Linked DNA regions of Mus musculus: region 1 is linked to region 2. The links are chromatin contacts, called in public HiChIP or PLAC-seq maps. All regions are on one chromosome and are shown on one strand. The core of a region is the stretch at or near the end of the contact, and the rest is flanking DNA. Distances in the headings are between cores, read along the strand shown.

Region 1 (4,288 bases), core at 159-2,658, 360 kb before region 2:
GCTAGATGGCTCAGTGGTTAAGAGCAAGAGGTCCTGAGTTCAAATCCCAGCAACCACATGGTGACTCACAACCATCTGTAATGGGATCCGATGCCCTCTTCTGGTGTGTCTGAAGACAGCGACAGTGTTCTCATACATAAGATAAATAAACAAATCTAAAAAAAATAAAATAAAATTGGACTTGTCTGTTGGTTGGTGACTGTAAGCATAGCATTTGAGAGGTGAAAGCAGAAGGGTCAGGGGTTCAAGGCCGTCCTTAGCTTCATAGTGAGTTCAATACTCACTTGGGACACATGAGACCTTGCTTATAAAGAAGAAAATAATAAAAATAAAGACACATGCATGTGTATGCATATTTGTGTATGCGTGTGCACACACATGGATGCCTGTGTGTGGAGGTCCGACGTGGATACCAGGTGTCTTTTCTAGTAACTTTCCATTATATCTATAGGGACAGTCTCTCCATGAACCCAAAGCTCACCAGCTCCAGCTAGTCTCAGCTAGTTGGCTTGCCCCAGGGGTCTCCTGTGTCTGTCTTCTGAGATCTGGGTGACCACCATACCTGCCCAGATTGTAGTTGGGTTCTGGGGATCCGAACTCTGATCCTGGTGCTTCCAGGGCAAGTGTGTTATCACAGAGTCTTCCTGCCAGCCTCAATGTGATTCTTTTCTTTATTTCTTTTTTTTTTTAATTTTTATTTATTTATTTTATGTATGAGTACACTGTCGCTGTCTTCAGACACACCAGAAGAAGACATTGGATCCCATTACAGATGGTTGTGAGCATGTAGTTGCTGGGATTTGAACTCAGGACCTCTGGAAGATCAGCCAGTGCTCTTAACCACTGAGCCATCCCTCCAGCCCCTCCCTCGATGTGGTTCTCATGCCGGGCTGCAGGCAAGCCCTTGAGCCTTGTCTCTGCTTCTGCAAACTGGGCAGCACGCTGGAGATGAAGATCCAGGAAGTGAGGAAATGGGGGCGGGGCATTCACAGACCCTACGAAGTCCCCACAGATGGGCTTCAGGAACTGCTTCACTACACTCAGATGGGGAGACTGAGGCTCCACAAAGTCATTTTGAGACAACCCCTAAGAGGCCTTTCCAGTTTTGACTCTTCCTTAGTTTGCATTGCCATCAGCTAAGGAGTCCTGAAATCAGCTGGCCTGTCCCTGCCCTAAGGGGTGGCCTTCCCCACTTTCCTGCTGCCGTGGCTTGGTTACTGGGGATGGAGGCTTGGTTATCTCTTGTGCTTGAGGCTGGAGTCAAAGAGCAAGAGGCCTTGTGAATGTTGTGTGCAGCACAGACCAACCCAAAAGGACCTCCCCAGCTCTCTCTGCATCTCCAGCCTGGTGGCGGGAGACTCAGCTCTGAAGTAAGGCTGGGATTGTTCTTGGGTTGACCTCGGGTCAGTCTCTCCCCAGCTGTGCTGAGGAAAAGGGAAAGGCTTTAAATGGCAGCAGACTCTGCACAGGTCCCACCCCCCAGACACTCAAAACCAGAAACAGAGGCTGGGGCAGGAACAGGGGTGGGGTGGAATCCAGAGCCTTACATAGCCTAGACAATTGCTCTACCTCTGAACTACATGGCCAGCTTGTTTACAGACTGTTGGCTCTTTGGGGGGATATTTGTTCAAGTCTCCCTGGGTTTTTTCCTTAGTGGGTTCTCAGGGGCTAAATGAATGATTGGAAGGAAAGAGAGAAAAGAGAAGGTCAGAAGAAGAGACAAGCGAAGGAAGGAAGGAAGGAAGGAAGGAAGGAAGGAAGGAAGGAAGGAAGGAAGGAAGGAAGGAAAGAAGGAAGGAAGGAAGGAAAGAAGGAAGGAAGGAAGGAAGGAAGGAAGGAAGGAAGGAAGGAAGGAAGGAAGGAAAGAAGGTGAAATTTTTTTAAAATTTATTTTCTCAAAACAAAACAAAACAAGACATATTTTATGTATATGAATATACTGTAGCTATCTTGAGACACACCAGAAGAAGGCATCAGATCCCATTACAGATGGTTGTGAGCCACCATGTGGTTGCTGGGATTTGAACTCAGGACCTCTGGAAGAGCAGTCAGTGCTCTTAACCGCTGAGCCATCTCTCTAGCCCTGAGGTGAAGTTTGTTCCCCGGATCTCCCGCTTCTAGCCCACGGTGCTGCACGTCTCTGGGAGCCACTAAACAGACTCTGGTCGCTGAGCTGGTCTGAGCTGGGATACTGGGATGAATCCTGAAACTGTCAGTCACCAGCCACTTCCATTCTCCTCTGTACAGTGGGGTGGTCCTCGAGGCCTCCCTCATGAGCTGAAGGGGGTGCAGGTGTACACGCTTGCATGGATGTACCAAACAGTTGTTAGCTCTGTGCAGTCACTATACTAAACGGTAGAAGACTGGGTACAATCTGGAGCTAGACTTCCTGACATCTGGCAAGCGTCCTACCCTTCCCAGGCCTCAGTTTCCTGCTCTATAAGACAAGGAAAATAAAATCTGTCCCAGGAGCTATAAGAGTTAAATGAGATAATCCATGAGGAGATTTTGAGGGCTAGTAATATCATATCACACACACACACACACACACACACACACACACACACACACACACACAAGCTCATGGGGGGGCTTTGAATATAAATGCAGGACGCATGGTTAAACAATAAACCATGTTTATGATAACAAAACCTGCTCTCAAGATTTCTGTAATGTGGGGTTGGGGATTTAGCTTTGTGGTAGAGCGTGCTTAGCAAGGGCTCCACCCTGGGTTCAATCCTCAGCTCTGGGGGGAAAAAAGAAGAAAGAATTCTGTAATGTGTAATGTCAAAGAATAACATCCACTATTCTAGGTAGGCATGTAGGGAACTACAGCAGGAGGATCACTTAGGTTCAAGACCAGCCTGGGCTATATAGGTTGTTTAGAGGCCAGCCTAGATTATATAGCAAGAATAAATCTGTGATGTTGATGTAGGAACAATTTAGTCCTACTTATCTAATGATAGACTTTTGAGAAATAAAGGCATTTAAGGGACTTCCTAGGGGCCCTGCACAAGCATAGTAGCTGGCTGCTGTAGAAATCCTGCTTGCTTTAGAGAGAAGAAAGCAGCTGGAGACATGGAAGATTTACTCTTCTGCTTAGAAGCTAAGACACAGCGGCAAGGCCACCGGGGTAGCTCTAACTCTGGCTAAGTGTGGGATAGCCCCCCAAGGCTGTAGGCACTAACTTAGCTCCGGAAGGCTGCAGTGCCCTCCCACAAGAGGAACTGCAGCAGAGCAGCAGAGGTGAGGACCATGCTGGGCACAGAAGGGAAGAGCTGGGGACTGGAGGTCAGGAAAGGTGACCTCTGCCCCCAGGGGCTTGGTGCCAGGCCAGCCCCCATTAAGGACAAAGTGAACCAGTAGGGCGCTGGGGTTAGATAGCCAGCACACCATCCTGGCTCCAACTTGACAAATGGGTCTGTTCAGGATTTAAGGATGCCCTGCTGAGAAAGTTCCAGAGGTCCCTCTGTCCCTGAGCCAGCTGAGTCAGGCATTTGCAGCACATACTGTAGAGCAATCCTGAGCAACCCTGCTGGTGCACTGTCAACTTCTCTGAACTGCAGTCTGCAAAGTGGGCGTGTCCGGGTTTTCTTTTTTTCTCTCCTCTCCTCTCCTCTCCTCTCCTCTCCTCTCCTCTCCTCTCCTCTCCTCTCCTCTCCTCTCCTCTCCTCTCCTCTCCTCTCCTCTCCTCTCCTCTCCTCTCCTCTCCACTTCTCTTCTTTTTTCCTTTTTCCTTTACTGGAGAAAGGAATGACTATTTGGCAAAAAGGTTGATCAGAACCTAGCACTGAGCCGGGCAGTGGTGGCGCACGCCTTTAATCCCAGCACTTGAGAGGCAAAGGCAGATGGATTTCTGAGTTCAAGGCCAGCCTGGTCTACAGAGTGAGTTCCAGGACAGCCAGGGCTACACAAAGAAACCCTGTTTCAAAACAAAAACAAAAACAAAAACAAACAAACAACCCCCCCTCCCCCAGCACTGAACCTTCCAGCCTGTGGCATGCTGAGGCCTCCTTGTTTACTAAGGAGAACCGGCCCCAGGAAGTGAGGCCCAAAGACCTCTGGGTGGAAGTTTCTTTGGTTTGGTTGAGGTCCAGGAAAGCATCCTTCCTGACTTTTGACCAGCACAGGCCACACCAAGAAGCCTGTGCGTGTTGGTGTTGGTGATGATGCTAATGATTGAGACAGGGCTTCTCTGTGTAGCCTTGGCTGTCCTGGAACTCGCTCTGTAGAGCAGTTTGGCTCCAAACTCAAACTCAGAGATCTACCTGCCTCTGTCTGCTGAGTA
Region 2 (4,791 bases), core at 1,417-3,916:
TATCTATCCTCTAAGCTATTAGAATTTAGTTCCCATCAATAACCTCGAATTATAACTTGCCATGTTCCATCTGGGCAGCTCTTAACTCCAGTTGGCCAGCTGTCATAGCCGTGTGTTTATGACTCACCTAACCCATGGTGTCTTCTCCTCTTCCCTCCTTCTCTCCTTCTCTCCTTGTGGTCTCCTCAGACCCCAGGCCCAGGAACCCAAACCCTACCTACCTCTTTTCTGCCCAGTTATTGGCTATAGGCATCTTTATTTAGCCAATAGTTTTAAATTAAAGGAGCAAGGTCCCATTGTAGGGTTGGATTCTCATCCTTGCGAGCCACCTGGCCTTGGAGGCCACTAGTTACCATTACAATACACAGCAAAAGACCACACCTCAGGAAGGAGCAGAAAGGTACAGAACCAGGCTGTCACCTGAAGCCTCCTGCTCAGATCGGTCTGTAACCACACCAATGTCTTACCTACCCTTCTCCTTTTCCACTGCAAATCTGTTCTACATTTTTTTTTACAGATTTGTCATTTCAAGAGTGTTATAAATATAGAATCACACAATGCGTAACCTTGTGAGATTACCTTCTTTCTCTTAGCATGGTAACCTTGTGACTCATCTAAGTTGCCATCTAGACCAGTAAATGACTCCATTGGACAAGCATTGTGATAAAATGCATGCAGTCTCTTTAACATTTGCAAGTGTACAGTTCAGTGACAAGAAATTCACCCTCACCACTCTCTGTTTACAAAATGTTCCCATAGCCTCAGTAACAACTTCACTCATCAAAGACTCCCTCTCCCTCCACATCTTTGTAACCTTTACTCTACTTTCCATCTCAAGGAATTTGCCTAGTCTACACATTTTATGTAAGAAGAATCTTATAATATTTATCTTTCTGGGGCTGGTGAGATGGCTCAGTGGGTAAGAGCACCCGACTGCTCTTCCGAAGGTCCAGAGTTCAAATCCCAGCAACCACATGGTGGCTCACAACCATCTGTAACAAGATCTGACTCCCTCTTCTGGTGTGTCTGAAGACAGCTACAGTGTACTTACATATAATAATAAATAAAAAATCTTAAAAAAAAAAATATTTATCTTTCTGGTTCTGGCCTATTCTACAGAGCATAATGTGCCCAAGGCCCATGGATACTGTGTCATTTATCATTTTTTTATCCCCATTTATAACTAAGTAGTTTTATTTATTTTTTTTACTGTGCAGTATTTTTACTAATAACATGGGTGGAATATTAATGACTTGCTTGGCAAATCCATAAATGACAGGGAGTTGTCAGTTTTGCATTTTCCAAATAGAGATTGACACTAGTTATTGGATAGACTGTATTCATCAAGCTGTGGAAATCACTGATGTCAAATTCCATGTGTGATCCTCACACGGTACTGTAACTGTAAAGGAATGTGACGTGGTTCAGTTGCAATGTGACAAACATCTGACAATGACATGTGAGTGTCCTCCTCACATCTCCTATGACAGTGAGACCACAGACCAACTTGGCCTCTATTAAGAGAAGTATAACATACTGAACATGGACTGTGATCCAGCTGCCGCACTGTATCCATGGCTGGGTACCAGTATATTTTAAGGATTAAATATTTAGAATTTGTGTATTTAGAAGAAAAAAAGAGGATAATTTTATAGGAAGGTAGTAGCCACTCACTATTAGATTCAGAACTTAGTGGTCTGCCTTGGTACTCAGGTCTTAGTCACAGGACTTATAAGCACCAGCTGTGACGAGTGTGTGCTGTGCATTGCTAGACTGTTTTAACACCAATAGTTTCCCAGCAGAGGCAGAGAATGTGCTTGAGTCTGCATAATACCTTGTGAATCCTGCACGTTTGAGAGTTTATAATAATAGAACATGACACAGTTTTGAGTTTAAAGCATTTATAGTTAATGGGACTGCAGAAAAGTCATTTTCTGTTATGTATGTCTGCATGCAATTTTAGCTTTTATAGTGAATATATATTACTCTATAAAAAAACAGTTGTAAAGCAATGCTCTTGTTTTGCAAATAAACAATAATACTTTAAAACAGTTACAACATAAAGAACTTAGGTCTGAGGATATATCCCAGAGTTTGCCTAGCTCTGGATTCAATGTCCTGCCTGGCATAAAGTAGGCTTGGTGTTGCCCATAGTCCTGCAGAAAATGAGACGGGCAAATCAGAAGTTCAAAGTTACCCTCAGCTCAGTAGTAAGCCTGGGTTTCATGAGACCGTGTCTCTAAAAACCTGTGTACCAACAGAAACACACAGCTTGTTCCTCGAAGTTCCTAAAAAAAAACAATCCAAACCATAGTCAGTGACTAGAAATCTCTAGGTGTATCAGCCTTTTCATATGCTGGAGCTCAGAAAACAGTGTGCGAAGGTTTCTCGCTCATTTCCTGTCTTTTTCCTGTGTGTCATCCCTCCCTCATTCTCTCCCAAGGCAAAGCACAGAAACTAGAATTCATTCCTCCTCCCCAAGCGAGGTCACAGAAACCAGAGCCCTTTCTTCCAAAGCCAGCCATAAAACCTACAAATATTACCTTAATCTTCCCCTGCTGATCTGTCCTTCTGCTAGCCATAAAGATAAGGCCATGTAGACCAGCTCACAGCGGTCTTGTCCCAGCCTTGGGAGGGCAAAGTACTACACAGGGAGGAAAAGAAACATCTGGGCAGGCTGTGGTCTTTAGCCTTCCGTCATACCTTTTGGTCTACTCATAACTCAACATGGCTGTCTGTGAGTCAGCAAACCTAAGCCTAAAAAAAAAATGTGTGGTTCTCGTTTGGTCTTTGGGTCTTCAATTCTGTAAAATTATGATGAAATATACATGTTCTGCCTCTCTCCTGTTAGCCTGTCTTCCAAGAATGTCAGCCATCAGCCTTTGTGGTGGGCAGGAAGACACATCCTCTTGTGTGTGCCTACATGTGCTTTCAGACCCAAGTGCACACGTGGACGTTGGGTTTGGATATGCGCGTTTCCCTTTTGCCTTTAGCTTGTTTAAGTGCTAGAAAAAGCCTGGCTTTGGCAGATCGCTCTGCTTGCTCAGGGTTACCTCCTGCCTCCGGGTTTGGATTATTAAGTAACTAAATAGGAAATCCTGACTAATTTCTGTGATTCATTTCCTCCCTGACTGCTGCTGCCTAGCATGGCTGTAATGTCAGAGGATGCTAGTTCTAAAAGGAAGCGAGTGGGAGAAAAGGCTGCTATCTCTCGTGAAAATGTTTCCTGCTAAAGCAGACATCTTTGCTGTCCCTCAGATGGCTTCTGTTACATCCTCAGAGACCAAGGGCTGGCCCCTTAATGCATATTGAGTAAGCGGGACTCTGACCCACTCTTGCCTTCTGGGAGTGTTTAGGGAAAGTGTTGCTAAGATACTTCAGTCAATAGGTTGTAAATGGAACCAACCCCAAGCCACACCCTCTTCCTCCACTGTTAATCTTACTAAGTGTTAGTTTAGGATTTGGGGTTATTTAAGTGGCTCAGGCCTCTCAATTTTACTTAAAAATTTTAGGGGGCTTTATTGTTACTTGACGTGGAATTTGAAAACTAAAAAGATGAGTCTGGCAAGCAGCAGATTGGTGTGAACGTCACCAATGTGCTAGAATGCGGGGCACATTGAGTGTTTGTAGGTCTTATGAAAATCATTATTAGCAGCTCTTCCTGTTTAGTTAAGAGGTTCAGTGGTCCTGGCATTGCTGCAGATGCACAGGATGGGCAAGCAGGCTGAGAGATGGAATAAAAGTGTTTACCCCAGATCAATTTTCAGATTTTTTTATGTGTCCCTAGGACGCTTTCAAATTTCAGAGCCAGGCCTGGTAGCACTTGCCTGAAATCCCAGATCTTAAAAGGCAGGAGCAGTAGCAATAGGAGGTTGAGGTTAGCCTGGGCTACATGACACCCTTCCTGAAAAAAAAAAAAAGTATACATTAAACACACACACACACACACACACACACACACACACACAATTTTTTTAAAGAAGGAGATGTTATGCCCTACCACTCTTTTGGAAGTTATCCTGGATTGTAGTTTTATAATTAAAAATAATTAAGTTACTCTTTTTTGTCTTACACAAAACGTCACTAATGTAGCCTAGGCTGTCTTTGAACTCTCAATCCTTTTGCTCTTGCCTTCTGCAGCCCTGGGTAACACGGCTGTGAGGACATGCTTGGCTCCTGGAATTAGGCTTTTTTAACTGATACAGAAAAACATCAAAGCAGAGACTGAGGAGAGGAGGAGAGTATGGGAGAGTTTGGAGGACAGAGAAGGGGGAGCTGTTGTCATTAAATTATAATCTTTAAAAAAAAGCCTTACAGCAAAGCGGGGCTCTCATAGGCTTTTAAAATTTGCACTAATTTGTGAGTGAGGAGGCTTTCAGTATGCCCCTTTTCCTTTGGTTATTTTAGGCTAGACATTTAGCAGTCCCAACAGTAGATAGTTCAGGCATTGCTGTTTGATGTCTGATATACCATGGTAGGAGGAGAAAGTGTTTGGCTAATTTTTGGTTAATTTTGAATCAGAATGCTTTCCTGGGCTGGTTGTTTTAGATATTTCTCAAGTTTCTGCCAAGATCTGTTTGTTTTAAAGATGTTCCCCCGACGTTTTTAGTGTGAAAGGGAGGCTTGTTAGTAAAGTATTTGTGTATCGGTTCTAAATGGCCACAAAGGCTTTTGTGAATATATCTCTTTATTTGTTTTCTCTAAACGTCAGAGCCTCTCAGTTGTTACTGTAGGAGTTGTGATGCTGTTGTAACTGTCTCAAGTTGTTAGTGTCCTGACCTGTGTTGTCAG

Evidence for each region. HiChIP or PLAC-seq counts read pairs in DNA pulled down with a chosen protein or histone mark.
Region 1: a BATF HiChIP or PLAC-seq map of CD8 T cells shows a contact between it and region 2, with 6 read pairs. The contact joins two enhancer-like sites. A contact is called at or near these places in 2 of 115 datasets of contacts at active chromatin or transcription factors (CD8 T cells and bone marrow-derived macrophages).

What each region holds. Positions count from the first base shown.
Region 1 is chr10:59,933,416-59,937,703 of GRCm38.p6, reverse strand. No RefSeq gene overlaps it. Among named protein-coding and RNA genes, the nearest start is that of Ddit4, 16 kb to the left of the region's middle. Within about 2 kb of position 1,408, at least 25 of the 459 cell types and tissues checked have an H3K27ac peak or open chromatin away from gene starts, as enhancers often do. A contact at or near this core is called in CD8 T cells, where this site is marked.
Region 2 is chr10:59,576,531-59,581,321 of GRCm38.p6, reverse strand. The region is part of intron 1 of Mcu (mitochondrial calcium uniporter); the gene reads left to right. It overlaps Gm40671 (a long non-coding RNA gene), which reads right to left. Exons shown (of 2, transcript XR_871744.3): 1 at 2,544-4,791. Among named protein-coding and RNA genes, the nearest start is that of Gm40671, 3.5 kb to the right of the region's middle. Within about 2 kb of position 2,666, at least 219 of the 459 cell types and tissues checked have an H3K27ac peak or open chromatin away from gene starts, as enhancers often do. A contact at or near this core is called in CD8 T cells, where this site is marked.